Regions from separate parts of the Gossypium hirsutum genome. Here region 2 is linked to region 1. A link is a contact called in public Hi-C data. All regions are on one chromosome and are shown on one strand. The core of a region is the stretch at or near the end of the contact, and the rest is flanking DNA. Distances in the headings are between cores, read along the strand shown. Region 1 holds the start of LOC107948950 (ammonium transporter 2). Region 2 holds the start of LOC107943205 (protein TIC 56, chloroplastic).

Region 1 (4,276 bases), core at 849-3,348:
GTGAAAGCTACTTTGCTGTTAAATTTTCAAAAGTGGGGCAAACCTGATCATTTTCTTTCGTATAAACGATGGCCTTTTCTTTTTCCCTAATTCATAAACGACGACTTTAAAGCAATGGGAAAAATGCAAGACAAGTAACAAGTGTTGAATGTTCTTACAATATCAGCTTAGAGGGATTATTCATGGAACCATCTTTTTAGCTGTACAAAGTAAATTGGTTTATTTAAAAACTTAATTTTAATCCGTACATACGATAAAAAAGCCGTCAAATCATTTCACAAAGTGGAGGTAATCAATGATATGAACTCAATTGGGTTATGATAATTTGGAGGGGCCTTGGCCGCAACTGTGAACCGTGGGGGTGGGGGAGGGGGTCTTAAATTCAATGACTCCAGTCATATCCCACATAGCTGCTCTTTAAATAAAGAACCTACCGAATCATAAATTTCTAGACCTTCTAACTAGTAGGGGTGGTTTCAAATTAATATCTGATTAAATGTGGAAAAGTGATGAGAATATTCAAACAAAGGCAACAGAAGTCAAGCCTTAGAATGGGAGACACACACACTTAAACCAAAAGCAAATGAAACAAAAAAAATTTAGAAAGGGAGTTTGTAGCTTAATTAGGTCACCTACCTGTTGTAGCCAACTGCATTTTTTGTGAAGGATCATCATAGACACCCATGGTATACTGCCCGAAAGCAATCCCATTACTATTGCAGCCCAAGGTTGCACCAAGCCTGCAACAAATTAACAAACACTTTGAATGTGTACAAAGGACTAAATTCTTGAAATTAAAGTAGAGAGAGAAAAATTCAAAAGTTCAAAAAGTATAGGGACTGGAAACAAATTAAACTTTTTTTTCTCAAATTCCTGGTACTATAGAGAATTACGATCGAACCTGCTCCTGGAGTGATGCAAACTAGTCCCGTCATCATTCCCTGAACAGCTCCGATAACGGAAGGCTTCCCAAAGAACACAACATCGAGAGATGTCCACACAAGGAGACTGGTTGCTGCACAAACGTTTGTGTTGAGTACCGCTATCGAAGAGTCAATATTTGCAGCATATGGGGCTCCTCCATTGAACCCTGACCATCCCATCCACAGCAACCCTGCACCTGCAAGCATCAGTAAAACATTGTTTGGGGGAAACCTCTCTCTGTCGCTCTTTAGCCTTGGTCCAACCTGTTTGATTTATGTTACCAAATTGTAAGAATTTTATACACGAAATTTGATGATACGAACGAATAGTTTGATTTATGTTACCCAGTATGCGGCTGTGAGACCGGCGATCCCAGAAGAGAGGTGAATAACATATCCACCGGAGTAATCGATGACACCCCAGTGATAAAGAAAGCCTCCACCCCAGAGACTAAAAGCTCCAACAGTGTATGAAAATATAAGCCATAGAGGCACAAAAGCCATCCAGGCCTTAATATTCATGCGGCCGAGGACTGAACCAGCTAGCAAGATAAGGGTAATAGCAGCGAAAGTGAATTGGAAATATACAAGAGAAGCCATGGGAAAAAAGGGCACCGTGGTCTCATAGCGGTCGGTGGTGACCCTGTGCCTACTCTCAGGGACCCTGGCTCGGATAACGAGGTACTTTTGGCCTAGAGCGGGTGCACCCTTGCCCCAGAAAGGGAGAAGTTCATCACCGAAGGCCATGCGGTAGCATACAAGGACCCAGCAAATAAGGACAGCAGCGAAGGCGTAAAGAGCCATGAAGGCAGAGTTGACGGCCCATTTCTTCTTGACGATGCTAGCATAGAGGATTACAAGTCCAGGCATGCTCTGAATCCCCACCAGAGTGGAAGCTGTCATTTGCCATGCATTGTCTCCTTTGTTTAGCCATTGGGGCACTGCTGGGGCTCTCTCATTTACCGTGTAGGCTATCTGATTGGCATCCATGGCTAAACGTAGCTTGTGCTGCGCCGGGTTGACTCGGACGCATACACACCTTGGCAATATCTTTTCTATTTGTAACCGCTCTTAAGTCTTCTTTATATGTTAGGTTGGGTAGAAAAAAGTGAGATGCGTTGTAAGGAACCTTCTTTTTCCTTATTTTACTAAGGATAAAATAAACTTTAGTCAACCTTTTTTCATTTTGACGTGTGAATGGTGATTTGATATTATGCTACATTATCCTATAGTGCTATATCATTTTTCTTAAAAAAAAAATCAAAATCTAAGCAAAAATTATCAAAATTTAAAATTAATGTAACCCACAAAGTTAAAAATAAGAGACTAGATGTCATTGTGTATATCCTTTTCAATAAATACTTCTAGGTTGTTTTGGTAAGTTGTGTGAAAGTTTGGTATATATTCTGGATGAAGTTAGACTTTGTGCAAATGGAAAAGATTGATTTAGGAGAAAGGTCTCTGCCTTTAGACCCACATGTGTTGGCCCTAGCGAACTTGCTAGGCTTGATCAGTCAACGCATTTGCCATGTGATATTATAAATAAAATATGGAAAAATATGACAGTTTCATAGGTAGATTTTGCAACAACATTTTTTTATGTACATAATTTATGGGTTCTTTTTTTCCTTTTATATAATACATATGTCTATAGACCCTCTTAACTTTTAAATAAAATAATAAATATGTTTTTATTATAATTAAATTTATGTTTTTTTTATATTGACAATCGAACTAAAATTTAATCAATAATTTTTATCTTTTTAAACTTTAAAATATACTACTATAATCATAGGTGGATTTGGTGGATATTTTAGCTTTTCAATTTGAAAATTTAGTGATATTAATAAATAAGGTGGATTGATGGAAGCTTCACCGTTGTATCTTTAGGGTGTTTTCTAAGAAAAAGGAAAGAAATTAATTTTAAAAAGTTACAAAATATTAATTAAATTATTTTAAAATTTTTATTAAAATTATTAACAGATGGTTGATGTGATTGTTAAATCACCGTTTATCATATATATTAGTTACGGTAGTTTCCATGCTGCTTTTAGAAAAACGTTTTGAGTGATTGTTTTATCTTCTAACTTTAAATTATATTTAGGAACCTCCTTAATTTCAATTTAGTGTTCTTAGAGAAAATAGGTTAGGTTTGATTCATTAAAAGATAAAAAATAAAAAACACTCAAAACATTTTCTTAAAGCCACGTGGAAATTACGAGGCTAATATATGTTATATATGAAAAATAATGATTTAACCACTACATTAATATTTAACTTTAATGAAAATTTTTTAATAGTTCAATAATCGTTTTGTAAGTTTTTAAAGTTGAGTGATGAAATTGTAAAATTTTAAATAGTTTAATGACTATTTTGTAACTTTTTGAAATTGAGTAACCAAAGTGTAAACTTACGTATAGTTCAAAAATATTGGGTGTAGTTTATCTTAAATAAATAATATTTAAATGGGCATACAACACCATTAGTCATTAAACTATGTGTAAGTTTTAGTTTTGGTTGCTTAACTAAAAAAGTTACAATTTGGTCACTGAACTATTTAAAAGTTTTCATTTAAGTCATTAAGCTATTCAAAAGTTTTATTTAAGTCATTGGTCTGTTGAGTTTATTATTATTATTTTTTAAGTTCTACCAATGAGCTCCAAGTGATGATTTGATGATTGGTAAGTGGATCAAGATCTATCAACGAATAAAAGAACATAATTTAGATCCAGGCTGATTTGATGGTCAATGTCGGATATAGGAGAAAAAAGCTATTTAAATTTTGGTTCACAGATTCTAAGTTGTTTCATGAAAAAAAAATTAAATCGTAAAAGAGAAGGAGAAAGAGAGTTTTCGATTAGTATAAGTAGTATGAACAGAGAAAGTCATATAACATTAATTTTAATAATCCAATGACTTAAAATAAAACTTTTGAGTAGTTCAATGACCAAATTGTAATTTTTTTTAGTTAAGTGACTAAAGTAAACTTTACTCATAATTTAATGGCTAATGGTGTGATTTATCCGATTTAAATTTGATAAAGCAAGTAGCTTTCTCATATCATCTTTGCCTCTCTGGAGTTCGGAGAAGAGCATATGCACAGGGCTGAAGACTATAAGCAGTTTCGGAGATGCCGTGACAGAACTGCTTTGTGACGCCCTTCCATTGCTGTTCTTCATAAAATATATCAGCCAAACAGAATTTATGTATTGTTATTCAATAGAAATTACCCTAATGTTTCCATTGATAGAAACAAGTATTCTTAATGCTGTTTTCAGCAATATTGACTGAAAATGAAAGCAACTTAACTCATCAAATCAAACGATTTTAAAAATCACTACGTCACTTCAAAT
Region 2 (4,276 bases), core at 1,047-3,546, 190 kb after region 1:
GCTCGTCCAAACTCGCCCAAATCAGCCTTTACTCAAATGAGGATTCCTTAAGAACTCCTCCAAGGCACCAACTCGTATAGCGGAAGCAAACTTGTGCCAAAAGAAGCTTATAAGAACAACAGAAAGCCACAGAAAAGATCGCACACAAGGTGTTTGAGTAAATGCTCTCAGAACTCTATTACTTTTAAGAATTCTCAAATACAATGGATGATTTACAAGTGAGGGGGAGGCTCTCTATTTATAGTTGAGCTCCCCCAAAACCGACGGACAAGATACATTCACATCGACGGACAAGATTAACCATATCCCATGATTTAAGGGATTTACAAGATATTGCCATATCGAATCCTATCTAATCTTACAATATATGATTCCCTCTATCTTTAAGATTAGTTACCATAATTGCTTAAGTTGTCATATCTTCGCTATTAGGCCAACCAGGCTTCAATCTGATAGGCTTCTCCATCAGTTCCTTAAATCGAGCCAGCTCTCGTGGGCTAAATGATCCCCATCTTATCGACAGACCTCCATGGGGTACATCTTGTGCAATGGTCACGGGCCTCTAAATTATACTTTTTATTTTATTTTATTTTGGTATCTAAATTTTTTTAGTCCTATTTTAGTACTTAAACTTTGTGTCGTTACTCGTTTTAGTACCTCACAACTAACGGCATTAAAAAAATAGTCATCCAATTAAAACATGTCACATCATCGATGACATGGTAAGTTAATTAGTGATATGACGTGTTGATCGATGATGATGTGGCATGTAAACCAATAAAAAAATCATCAAAATTTTTTAAATTTTATTTAAAATAAAAAACTTGCAAAAATTATAAAAAAATATAGAACTTAGTAAAAATTATTTAGAAAATCTTAAAATTTATTTAATTATATAAAAAACATGTAAAAATTATTTAAAACTATTAAAAAGTTGTAAAATTTCCTGGAAAAATTTAAAAATTCTTTAAAAATTATTAAAAATTATTAAAAATTATTAATTTCTTTAAAAAAATTGTAAAATTAATTATTAAGATAGAGAGTACAATATTATTCAAATAAAGAGATTAATGATTGATCCCTATGCGAATGGGTTCGCAGTGATAGATTTCATGCATTATAATGTTAATTAGGCCTCCACCTCCCTTTGTAGTGGAAATTTTTTCAATAAAATGCTTGTGAAGTTTTGGTAAATAGCCTAAACTTTGAATTCAAATATTAGAATAGAATTTCAAGAAGAATTGTAAAAATTATTGTAATTTTTAAATTTCTTATGACTTTCACAATTTTTAAATAATCTTTGCAATCTTTAATTTTTTAATGATTTTCACATTTTTTACATTTTAAAAAATTATAGTTTTTATAATGGTTAAAAATATTAAGAATTTATAAAAAAATTATAAAAATTGTAATTTTTTTTAAAAGTTTAACAATTTTTTTTTACATTTTAGAAATTTTTAATATTTTTATATATTTTATATATTCAAAACAAATTTTTAAATTTTTTTACTAATTTTTATAATTTATTTATAATTTTTGTAATTTTTTTAAATAATTTTTTGACTGATCAACAATTGGTCAATGCAAGTCAAAGCCTAATTAATGCGCTACATCACTAGTCACTTTGTCATGTCATCGGTCAATACACCATGTCACTTGTCAACTTGCCATGTCATCAATGATGTGGCACATTTTTTATTGATCAACTTTTTTTAAAATGTTGTTATTGTAAAGTACATAGAACAATAAAAATTTAAATACCAAAGTAAAAAAATGAATATAATGTAACGATTAAATTATAAATAAAGCCATAATTTTATAATAAATTATATGCTAATGCCATCATTAGTTGTATTGAAATTAAATTGCTAGCATTCCTTATTAAAAATATACATGAGAGAGTAACTATTTATGAGTTTGGTAGGATTTAGATCCTATTTTTTAAAAAAAAGCTCGAATGGTGAAATTTGTCTAAATGATTTATTTTATTATTTAAAAAAATTATAAAATAACTAACATTAATATAGAATGAGTAAATATTTAATAGATTAACAATATAAATTTTTTTATTTTACAAAAAGTCTTAAAAAAATTGACACGTTATATATTATTTTTAAACAAGTTAAGCTTAAGCCGAGTGAATCAGAATTTAAAAATCTAAGCTAATTTAAAAATCTAAGCTCAAGCTCGGCTGGTTTGAAGGACAAGTGGAATCCAATAACCTAAAAATAATTGGAAGGAAAGCCCAAAAATGGTTATGTAACCAATTATATTTTGGGTCATACGAGAATCCAATAGCTCAAAACAAATAGGCCTAAGCTTTTTTGTAAAACCTCTTCGGCCTTTCACTCTTGTTATTTGGAAAGGACATACTATCCCAAATCTTCTCGGTTAGCAGTTGCTCTCCTCCATTGCCGAATAGCTAAACTCCATTCCCCTTAACCTCACTAAAACCCTAAACCCTTTGAAGCAAACCTCCCCCCATGGCTTCAATCAACTTCAATCCCTTCGAAAGTTGGTTCAGGAAACCTCAAAACCCAATCCAACCCATCAACCTTCTCTCACTCGCTCACTCATTCCGCTCCAAAACATTCTCTTCCTCTCCCAATTTCGCTTCTATAAACTTCTCCAGCCCCTTCAACAAAAAACCCAAGAAACCCGACTCGGATTCCGATACACCCGGACCGTACAAGCAGATGCTGGACCAGTTCTTTTGGGAATGCGAGAACCTCCCTGATTACAGGCACACTCCGGAGGTCGAAAAGATTTTGGATGAGGACCCCGTTTTCGAGAAGAAAGAGAATCCAACAGAAGAGGAAATTAAAGAGAATGAAAAATGGTGGCGTGATTTCAGGGCAAGTCCCGTGGTTCAGTTTTTGGCTAGAGCTGAGGAAATTGCTGACGAGATCAATAGAACGGAGCTTAAAGAAAATGAAGAGCCGTTCAGGAAGGAAGATAAGAAACTGTGGCAAGCGCTTCCACATGTGATTGGGTTGGATGGGAGGCCTATGCCTAGAAAAGCTATCAAGACCAGAGAAGAGAGCGATGATAAGTTTTGGGATTTCACGAAACAGTTCTTTTTTGGGCTTTGGGGGTTCCGCCAGAGACCTTATCCACCTGGTAAACCCATTGATGTTGCTCAAGCTATTGGGTATAAGCGGCTCGAGAAGCGTTACTATGACTGTAAGTTCGGTTCATGTATTTGTTCCGAGAGTGGTTTTTAGTGGTTTAGTTTCTATGTGGAAATGTACATTGTTGATTTGCCTGGCTCTGCTACAAATTGCTTTAGAATTTTTTGAGTTATTTTGTGGATACAGTTATCATGAGAAGTGGAGGCTGGTACTACAAAGATCGACTGGGGCGCACCCGAGGTCCTTGTGAGTTAATAACCCTCAAAACAGCTTGGGGTGCTGGGATTATTGATAAACACACTTTTATTTGGGGAGAGGACATGGATGAATGGGCACCAATTCATATGGTTTATGGCTTGGAACCAGCAATAGCCACTTGGGAAGGTTTGTTTTTTTTTTCCTTTTTTACTTACGCTTAGGTGCCCAAGGTTCCACTGGGAATGCTCTTTCATAGTTTCAGTAGGTATCATGTAATACCCCTTACCCGTACCCGAGGTCAGGATAAGGTACGAAGCGTTACCGGACAAACATACAAACATTAAACTAAAATACGCGCTATAAAATTTCATTCATATTTCAAAACGTTCATTTACTTACACATAGTCCCTTATTTGAGTCTACGAAACCCAAAACATAATTTAGAAAGTGTTCAGAACTAAACCGAGAACTTACGAAAATCTTGGAAATTTCATGCTTTAAGGCTCCACATGCCCGTATCCCAAAGTCGTGTTCCATACGCGGTTGAGACACATAGTCGTGTCTCTGCCTGTGTGGAATATACCTAGGCTATTTTTCAAGCTTTGGTCAACCTTAATCTCTTACACACTTATACAAAATCAAAAGCATATAACATGATATTTATTTAATGATTGAATATTCTCAATTAAACCACAAACATAGCATTTGTATATCATTATACATGTGTCTCTCATACTCATTTTACATTGTTTATTATAGTACCACTTATGCATTTATACCAAGATTATCATCTTACCAAATAACTTCAGCTTAATCATCAAGTATTCATATTTAAAACTAGATCATATCTTTATAAAATACCACAATTCAGATGCGCAAAATAACATGTTTGCCTGAAACATTTCAATTCAACTCCATACCCAACAAGCATTACATTGAGACTAGTC

The links. A called contact is a pair of places that touch in the nucleus more often than the background predicts.
Region 2: a Hi-C map of leaf shows a contact between it and region 1, with 4 times the contacts expected there. The contact joins the promoter of LOC107943205 here to the promoter of LOC107948950 in region 1. A contact is called at or near these places in 2 of 34 Hi-C or Micro-C datasets (leaf and petal).

What each region holds. Positions count from the first base shown.
Region 1 is chrA04:78,311,687-78,315,962 of Gossypium_hirsutum_v2.1, forward strand. LOC107948950 (ammonium transporter 2) reads right to left here and starts at 2,099. Exons shown (of 4, transcript XM_041111424.1): 1 at 1,269-2,099; 2 at 902-1,187; 3 at 637-740. The coding sequence starts at 1,913.
Region 2 is chrA04:78,500,676-78,504,951 of Gossypium_hirsutum_v2.1, forward strand. LOC107943205 (protein TIC 56, chloroplastic) reads left to right here and starts at 2,297. Exons shown (of 5, transcript XM_016876949.2): 1 at 2,297-3,183; 2 at 3,318-3,515. The coding sequence starts at 2,484.